2 separate regions of the Mus musculus genome follow, and region 2 is linked to region 1. A link is a contact called in public Hi-C data. All regions are on one chromosome and are shown on one strand. The core of a region is the stretch at or near the end of the contact, and the rest is flanking DNA. Distances in the headings are between cores, read along the strand shown.

Region 1 (4,536 bases), core at 604-3,103:
TTCAATTGAGTAGCGTTTTGGTTTTTTTTTTTTTCTTAAACTCATGGTACATAAGTGGTACATTATAAGAAACTTTAATGATGGTCCCACAAACAATTATAAAAGTCTTTATTCCTAAAATACATAGATCTTATTGAAGTGGAAGAGCGTAGATTTGGAAATGTATTTTCCTAAATCACATACTATGTCTATCCTGGTACCAGTGTTTACTCCTCAAGAATGTCGACAGCAAAAGATAAGACAACTGGCCTTAGCATCCAATGAGAATAATAGTTATTCTCTTGGTTTAAAATGAAATGTAGACTCTTGATTTAAACAGAAAACAAAAGACAAACAACTCTTAGTAGTCAGCATTCACCACTAACCATCTGATTTCAGGAACATGTCTATTAAGTACCCGTGGTAAAGGAAATAGCATTGTCTCTATTTAGACCCCTTACCCCTCTGCAACTCTCCTCTGATCAGTGAAGCCAGGAAGGAGAGTAAGGAGGGAAGAGCCATTCCTGGATGTCTCTGACTTGAGCATAGCAGCACCTCCGCAGATTCTGAGCTCTTTGACAACATCTCTGTGTCCTGCTCTGTGTCTTGGATCTTAGGCCTTTGGCTTCCTTGGGCGTGAAGACCACCTAGAACTCAGTCAACATTTTGAGAACTCCCCTTGCTCCCGCGGCGTCTTTTTGTGGGCATTTCTTTGTCCCTATCCTGTACAGAACGCACGGTGGCCTGTCTTCCACTGCTTGCCCATGCATCGGGCTGAGTGTGTGAAAAGGACACACCTGTCCTGTTCTGCCTGTAGGAATGATATTGCCTCTCAGGTTCGTTTGTGCTGATGCTTCCCCCACCTGGATGCTGTCTCTAGGTTACTCGGGCCTGAATCAGGAACAGCCCACTCCGCTCCTCTGTTTTCGGAGGACACAGAGAAGTTCTGAGTGTGCTATCCTCAGTCTCTATACTGGGCCTCAAGGCTGAGACGCAGCTCTGCTTTTCTATCCTGCCTTCAAAATGGGAGTGGATGAAGACATCACACACACCTGTTGCCCCTAGGGAAACTCTCCCCAAATGTTCAACTCCTTAGTTTTTCTAATTTTAACTTTTTTTGTGGCAAATAGTGGGCATGAGGGGTGAATGTCGCAGGCTGATTCCTTTGCTGATTCTGACATACATGGACATGGAATTATATTTTTTTTTACTAGGACAGTAATTGTCATTTTCTAGCATTAAAAACTTAGACCAAAGTAGTTCCATGCTAAAAACCTTTCATGCTTACATTTTAAAACATGTTAACTTGTCCAGACCATGAAAAGAAAAATATCCCCCAAAGGAACTTCTGAGAATTGACATTAAATATTTGCTTTACATTCTCAATGTTTGCAGGAAGCAAATTTTCTGTGCTTTTAAGTTTATTTTCTGATTGTTTTTGCTATTTTAATGTTACATTCTGCTCCAAGAATGTGGTCTTAATTGACAACATGTGTCTTTAGGAAGTCAGTTCAGGGGACCAATTATGTTGTAAATCACGGATTACACTGAGTCATGTTTCATCCACAAAATTCCAAGTTGGCGCTCAATGTAGAGACAATAGAGATGAGCATGTAGAGACAATGGAGATGAGCATTGCTTTGCACATGGAACTCCGAAGAGTCCTCAGGGAGACTAATACTTTCTTGGAGGCACAAGGTGTTGCTCTCTGGTATTCTTCACCGTAGCTGTGAAAAGAAAGCAAACACTTGTCCGCACTTTCTTCCACTTTCCCACCCTTGGCTTCCCCTAGAAATAAAAAGGTCTTCCATGTTGAATGAAACCTTAATCCGGGTTCCAACTCTGTGAGTCAGTAGATGACCACCAGGGGGCAGTTATGTTAAGCTTGTGGGCTTCCGTCTGCGGGCATGGGGACTTATGGAAGGTTTCAGAGCAGGATAGTGACCTGCTCTGAAGATGAAATTGGCAGGCAAAGTGAAAGAGAAATAAAGGCAGAGCCAGATCCCGGGGCTGCATGACTCTGAGGAGAAGTGGTGCAGCGGCCCTGGGGAAGATACATCAGCAGAGAACAGCATTCTGAGATAACGCTGGAAGAAGTGTTAAGGGAGTTGGAGGGTGGGTGGCTATGGAGGGAGACTAGACACGGAGAGCAAGTTTTCTGTGCCTGGGATGTTTATTTCGAAGATGATAATTCTGAGTTATTGCTGCTTAGGCATTACCCCTTTATATGAAATCCATTTCGTTGAAGTAAAATTAATAAAAATTTAAAGTGTATTTTTGAAATTGTCATTCTTCAAAAGTCTCCTAGAATACTTAAAGTATCAGTCTCTGACATTTGTGGAGGATTCAGGATTAAAGTGTCAGCTGGTTCTGTGCGAGCATGTGTGTGTGTGTGTGTGTGTGTGTGTGTGTGTGTGTGTAGAGGAGGGGGGCAAATGTGATGTCTGCCTTCCTTTGTTAGTTATCATGTTTTTCTCCTTTATTAAATCACAGATAGTTGGAGAAAGAGGGCCCCGATCTGCCTTTCTAGTCTGATTTACAGTCACTAGCCAGTGGAGAATTATGGGTACATGTCTCAGGAGACCTTTGTGTTAATACATAAATCCACATTATGTCAGAGCACTTACACCTCGACATTTTAACAGAATGGAGAGTAAATGCAATGTTTGCCCAAATATCAGTGAGTTCAGCCCATGATGGTGTTGCATCTTGGAAAGTTTTCGAGCAAGCCCCTGAAAGATGGAAGCTAGAAACCAGACCCTGTCAAACACTGCTGTTAATGTGACCCGTGGATTCTGACGTTTTAAATTTCAGTTTTGCAATTTCTTTTTCCTCTGTCCTTTCACTGGTTCAGCTCTAGCAAAAGTAGATGATGTCAATTACAAAAATAAACACTGAAGCTTGAGGGGTTTGCTATTAGAGAACCTGAAGTTTTGATGTAAGATTCAAGATAAAGAACATCACGCCAGACTTTCCAAATTATGTAATTGGTTCTTAGCAAACAAGCACTTAGGATAAAAAAGTTTCAAAAGCCACATGTGTCTGGTTTCTCTATTATGGTGCCCTGGAGTTTTAAAGCCACCTTCCCCAGGTCCCCACCACACTGATGCGTATTTTCCTGAAGAGTGTCCCTTTCATACAGTTGCGACCACGTGTGTCGTGGCAGTCATCCTCCATGGGATTTCTGATTCACCTTTTCCCACCACCTTGAAAGGCTCTGTCAATCATGAGTTTGGATAAGGCATTCTTTTATATTTTCTAAAATATATTCAGGGCTGCGGAGTTGGCTCAGTAGTTAAGTAGTGTGTTGTACAGCTAGCAACAGTGAGGACCAGAGGTCAGCTTTCTGGCATTTACATCAATGCTGGGGGGGGGGGGGGAGTGGGAGGGGTCTGCTAGTAATTCCAGTGCCTTTACAGCAAAGTCACAGATCCTAGGAGTGAGCTGGACAGCTAGGCTGGCTGAATGGACAACTTTTGGTTTTGAGGGACCATACCTCAGTGAATAAGATGGAGAATAATCAAGAGAAATTCCTTATGCTAACTTCAGGTTTCCACAGGCATGTGCACACACATATACCTCCAAACATATGCAAACGATCACATATGCATATACATTACACACCACATAAACCCCCCCCCCCCATATAGGAAAATGAAGCACAGTCAGAGAATAACCCTTGACAATCCCCCATGATCTCTTCCTTGAATCACTGTGATTGCCTCTAGGCAGTCTCCCTGTATCCACCACTGCCTCTTTACAGCCTGCTTCATAACCTTGATGCAAGGATTCCGGATCCAGCTTATGTCAATTCTTGGCTGAAAATTCTGCCATGGCTCCAGGTTTCAGATTTTAAAAAACTTTCTTTAAAAAAAAAAATAGCTTTACAGCCCTCCTCCTTTCTCTCTTCCCAGTTCCACTTTGGGTACCACCCCACCCTGGAGCATCTTAGTCCCAGCAGGTCTAGGCACATCCTCTCCCAATGAGGCCCAACTAGGCAGTCCAAGTATGGGGTGAGGGGATCCAATGGCAGGGGATAGACACTTAGATAGCTCTCATTCCACTTGGTACGGGAAGCACATGAACACCAAGCTGCAGATTTGCTGCAGATGTATAGGGAGTGTAGGTCCAGCTCCTGCTGGTTGGTGGCCCAGGCTCTGTGAACCCCCATGGTCCCAGGTTAGTTGACTCTGCGGGTCTTTTTGTGGTATCCTTGACCCCTCCAGCTCACTTACTTCTATCCCCCACTCTTCCACAAGTCTCTCTGGGATCCACCTGATGTTTGGCTCTGCATCTGTCTCCATCCGATGCTGGATGAAGGCTCTTGGGAGACAGTTATGCTAGGTTCCTGTCTGCAAGCATAATAGGGGCCTTCAAAGGACCTAGACCTTTTTGCTACTCTGACCTCATCTCCTATGTCTTACCCCTCCTTTAAGGTACTCTGCTTAAACCTGCCTGGAACATTCCAGGCAGAGTAACCACCTCATTTCCGTCAAGCCTTGCTACAATGCTCCCTTCTAGATGAAGCCAACCCCAGTTATCCTTCTTTATGGTTCA
Region 2 (4,643 bases), core at 1,104-3,603, 770 kb after region 1:
TTTTCAGAGTGCAGAAACTAAAAGCACTGCTAGCTTTGTCAAATTCATTCTAGCCTTTTTTTCTTGTAATCAATGACTTAATTACTGGGAATTAAAAATACTTTTTAAATTTTTATATAGAAAGCTAGTTACTGGAGAAAAATTTAATTACTAGAGAAAAATTTATGACAACGTGTATTTTCCATTGGCATTATTTCTGACCTGTCTTGTTTCTTTCTACACATATAAGAAAGCATTTCTCTAGCATGTGTAAAGGTACCCTTCTCTTTTCTCTGTTGTCATTCCAGCCTTCTCTTTAGCCAAAGCTCATTGTGTGTGTGTGAGGTCTTTCCTATTGCTTGTAACACCTATCATCTGTGTCCTATTTATTTATTTAGCCTGGTTTCATGTATCACACACCCCCTTTAAGATGGATTGCTTTCGTTTGTATCATGTTTCCATTTGCTTATGCTATTTGTAGCAATATTCATTGTGCTTTTATTCCATGTTAATTCAGCTGCATAACTCCTTCAGCCTCTTCATCCCTACCAGCAGAATCACTCTCCAATTCCTGTTTTGTCACTAATCAGCTTACAATCCTTTACTGGCTCCCCGGTGCTCTTTAGCTTCCAAACTCCTTTGGCATGACTCACAAGGCTCTTGATCTGGAGCCTGCTGTCTAGTTTTGCTTCCTTTCTGAATACGTGAAAACTGGAATTCTGAACTCTAGCCAGAAAAAGCCACCTTTACCAGTGGCTTTATTTCTCTTGTTCTTGCTCTCAAATCTTAAATATTTTTCCCCCAAGAAATTTTAGCTCTCTTCATTAACTTTTACATGCCAGAGCTTAACTTATATATGACTGCTTGCTGGAAGCCTTACTGTCTTTCTCTTGTTCATCTATGCCCCAACTCTACATATTTCTCAGCTCACAGGATGTTATTTCTCTATCTTATTTACTCCTTCCATTTGCCTGTTTAGTAGTCTGTATGTCTACTATATACTAGCCATAGTTAGGCAGGTAGCTCAATATCTCGAAGGTTCTTCAATCAAATGTGATAAATCAATCAATTGATTATGCAGTTAGTCCATGCAGAATAAATTGCTAAATGGGACTGTAATATTCTCAAGCAATTCTGTAGATCAGTGGTTTCTCAACCTATGGGTAGGAAAAACTGTAATTTTAACGAATCCCCCCCCCCTTTTTTTTTGCTTGTCTCATTTTTTGCCCCTCAAGTAGCCTAATTTTCTCCAATTTTACTTTCATCTAATGTCTGTTAACAAGTGTTCTGATGTGAACTTGGCTTTTGGTAAAGGAACTTATTTGTGGCTTTTGTATTATCTTTTCTTCTCTCCTTACTACATTATGATTCATAACTGCAAACTTACAGTTATGATGTAGTAACAAAAATAATTTTATGGTTGGGAATCACCACAACATGAGGAACTGTATTAAAAGATTGCAACATTAGGAAGGCTGAGAACAACTGCCATAGTTGAAGGGCTTCTTGGAGGGATGTTTTGAGTCACTGTCTTGCTATGTAACCCTATATGGCAGGACTCCTGCCTGACCCTTCTGAAATTACCAGGAAGTAGCAGGGGTCTTTCCTTCAAACTAGGCAGTTAAGCAAGAAATTTTATGAAATAGTAGTATCCTGACAGATTACCTTATCTCCATTTGTTCATACTTTCTCATTTATGCTGGTTCTTTATAGTAGAGTCTGTGTCATCATGGCGCTCCTTGCTGCTTTATTTTCCTTATGAAGTAACCACATCCAAATTTTCCCTTCCTGTCTCCAGCTGTCAGTGTCCACTTCCTGTCTCCAGCTGTCAGTGTCCACTTCCTGTCTCCAGCTGTCTGTCAGTGTCCACTTCCTGTCTCCAGCTGTCAGTGTCCACTTCCTGTCTCCAGCTGTCAGTGTCCACTTCCTGTCTCCAGCTGTCTGTCAGTGTCCACTTCCTGTCTCCAGCTGTCAGTGTCCACTTCCTGTCTCCAGCTGTCAGTGTCCACTTCCTGTCTCCAGCTGTCTGTCAGTGTCCACTTCCTGTCTCCAGCTGTCAGTGTCCACTTCCTGTCTCCAGCTGTCTGTCAGTGTCCACTTCCTGTCTCCAGCTGTCAGTGTCCACTTCCTGTCTCCAGCTGTCTGTCAGTGTACACTTCCTGTCTCTAGCTGTCAGTGTCCACTTCCTGTCTCCAGCTGTCTGTCAGTGTACACTTTCTGTCTCCAGCTGTCTGTCAGTGTCCACTTCCTGTCTCCAGCTGTCAGTGTACACTTTCTGTCTCCAGCTGTCAGTGTACACTTCCTGTCTCCAGTTGTCTGTCAGTGTACACTTCCTGTCTCCAGCTGTCTGTCAGTGTACACTTCCTGTCTCCAGCTGTCTGTCAGTGTACACTTCCTGTCTCCAGCTGTCTGTCAGTATATACTTCCTGTCTCCAGCTGTCAGTGTACACTTCCTGTCTCCAGCTGTCATTGTATACTGCTGTACTGGCTGGTTTTGTGTCAACTTGACACAGCTGGAGTTATCACAGAGAAAGGAGCTTCAGTTGGGGAAATGCCTCCATGAGATCCAGCTGTAAGGCATTTTCTCAATTAGTGATCAAGGGGGAAAGGCCCCTTGTGGGTGGTGCCATCTCTGGGCTGGTAGTCTTGGTTCTATAAGAGAGCAAGCTGAGCAAGCCAGGGGAAGCAGTCAAGCTGGTAAGTAACATCCCTCCATGGCCTCTGCATCAGCTCCTGCTTTCTGACCTGTTTGAGTTCCAGTCCTGACTTCCCTTGGTGATGAACAGCAGCATGGAAGTGTAAGCCGAATAAACCCTTTCCTCCCCAACTTGCTTCTTGGTCATGATGTTTGTGCAGGAATAGAAACTCTGACTAAGACAACTTCTGACCCACTTCTATTTAGCTTATTGCTGAGATTGTGTGGCTGATATTACACATACTTCGATATCAATGCATTGTAGATCAGATAGAACAATAAGTACAAAATTTCTTCTTTGTCTCTGTCCCAAAGGCTGTGTGAACAGTAGTGTCATGAATGCATCCTGTAGTAGATGAATGACAGATATTTTTGGCTCAGAAATTTTAGAAATCTCTTCAGCTAACTTTATAGAAGGATTAGCTATCAATGTAACCTTCTCATTAGAAGTTTCAGGGGAAAGGATAAAAAGAAAAATTATAATTCTAATGAATCCCTTTCTTTTCCCATCTCTTCTTCATGCCTCAAGCAGTCTAATTTTTTTCAAATTTTATTTTCATCTGATGGCAGTTGACAAGTATTCTGAAGCAAGCATGGCTTTTTGGTAAATATTTCTTATTTATGGCTTTTGTATTATCCTTTCTTCTCTCCTTATGTATGTAGTATATGTGTCTAGTAAGTTTCATGGAAATAAAATTATTGTTAAAAATCTTTGCAACCAAGAAATAATTTGTAGAAAAATAAAATCAGCATCAACTATTGATCCATTTTCAGTGTAGTCACTCAAATAGCATTTGGTGACAAAAACTGTGGACGCAGATATTGCCATCCAGTGGAATGTCATTGTAGGATGTATTTTCTCTAGGCTAGGTCCCTCTTCCCGCACGGATATTACAGTTTCACCTACGAAGTGTATGAGATAGTTAATAATTTTCTTTTCCATGTTGGAAACTGGGGAGGTTAACAGTAGCTACTCCAGTTTCTCCTAACAGGGTGTCAGCTCCTTCAGGCCAAAGGGAGTGACTTGCATCATCTTCTTCCCTGCATATGTGCATTTGTGTATGGTAATTTTCAGGAAAAGCATGTGAACTTGAAATACCTGGGAAGGGCTACAAATTTCCTGACCTCTCGTTTAACATTCTTTTCATTGCACTCTTTTGCTTTATAAACAGAGCATTACCAATTGGAAGTGGGCTCTGTATTAAATCTGACTTACTACCCATAGCCTTGGGCAGCATGTGATTTCTAAATAGGCATGGGGTTAGAGTGGAAAGGGAATTTTGCATCAATCACATCTCAAACTTTTGTTTATAGCCACTCTAGTTGATTTTTGGCTCTTCTCATTCTTAACAAAATCCAGGTCATTACCAAGATGTAGATTATAACCAGCACTGTTGATCTTAGGCCAAAACTTGGACTAGCTAATGACTTTCTGCTGCCACCATGTTTTAGTTTCAGCAACTAATCATGGCCAAGATTAATAATGGGCAAGATTTCATATTGCCTTCAGGGAAATATGTGAGGTGTTGAAATGGAAGGAGGCAAAGGGGGATATGGAGTATAAGGGGAAACTTGCCATTGACTGAGGAGAATGCATATGTACCTATAAGATACATGCACTGTAGATATGTGCATACATCTATATTGTACATAATCACTATGTTACAAAGCAGAATAACTCATTAGGAACTTGCAAGCAGCATGGTTAAAAAGATGCTGATCATCTGAACACAAGAGTGCATTAGGAACGGGTGTCAGACCAAACACCTAAGAGCAGGTACTTACTACATTTCATTCACATGAATATAAGGTGGTTTTTTAATTATTTAACTACTCTTGTGCAGAAAATATACGTATTGATTTAATCCAATTTTCTGAATTGATGATTGAACATTTGTGTAACTGACATGGCAAGATTTTCTATACTACATATTAAATCAACCCCATATACTATTCTTAATATCTTAGT

Evidence for each region. Hi-C and Micro-C count contacts between places; a contact is called where the count stands out from the background.
Region 2: a contact with region 1 is called in a Hi-C map of the C2C12 cell line, with 9 times the contacts expected there. The contact joins two enhancer-like sites. A contact is called at or near these places in 3 of 484 Hi-C or Micro-C datasets (the C2C12 cell line, embryonic fibroblasts and uterus), 1 of 115 datasets of contacts at active chromatin or transcription factors (acute myeloid leukemia) and 1 of 9 other capture datasets (embryonic stem cells).

Annotation. Positions count from the first base shown.
Region 1 is chr14:105,395,773-105,400,308 of GRCm38.p6, forward strand. No RefSeq gene overlaps it. Among named protein-coding and RNA genes, the nearest start is that of 5430440P10Rik, 30 kb to the right of the region's middle. Within about 2 kb of position 1,854, at least 25 of the 459 cell types and tissues checked have an H3K27ac peak or open chromatin away from gene starts, as enhancers often do. A contact at or near this core is called in the C2C12 cell line, where this site is marked.
Region 2 is chr14:106,161,913-106,166,555 of GRCm38.p6, forward strand. No RefSeq gene overlaps it. Among named protein-coding and RNA genes, the nearest start is that of Trim52, 58 kb to the left of the region's middle. Within about 2 kb of position 2,354, at least 54 of the 459 cell types and tissues checked have an H3K27ac peak or open chromatin away from gene starts, as enhancers often do. A contact at or near this core is called in the C2C12 cell line, where this site is marked.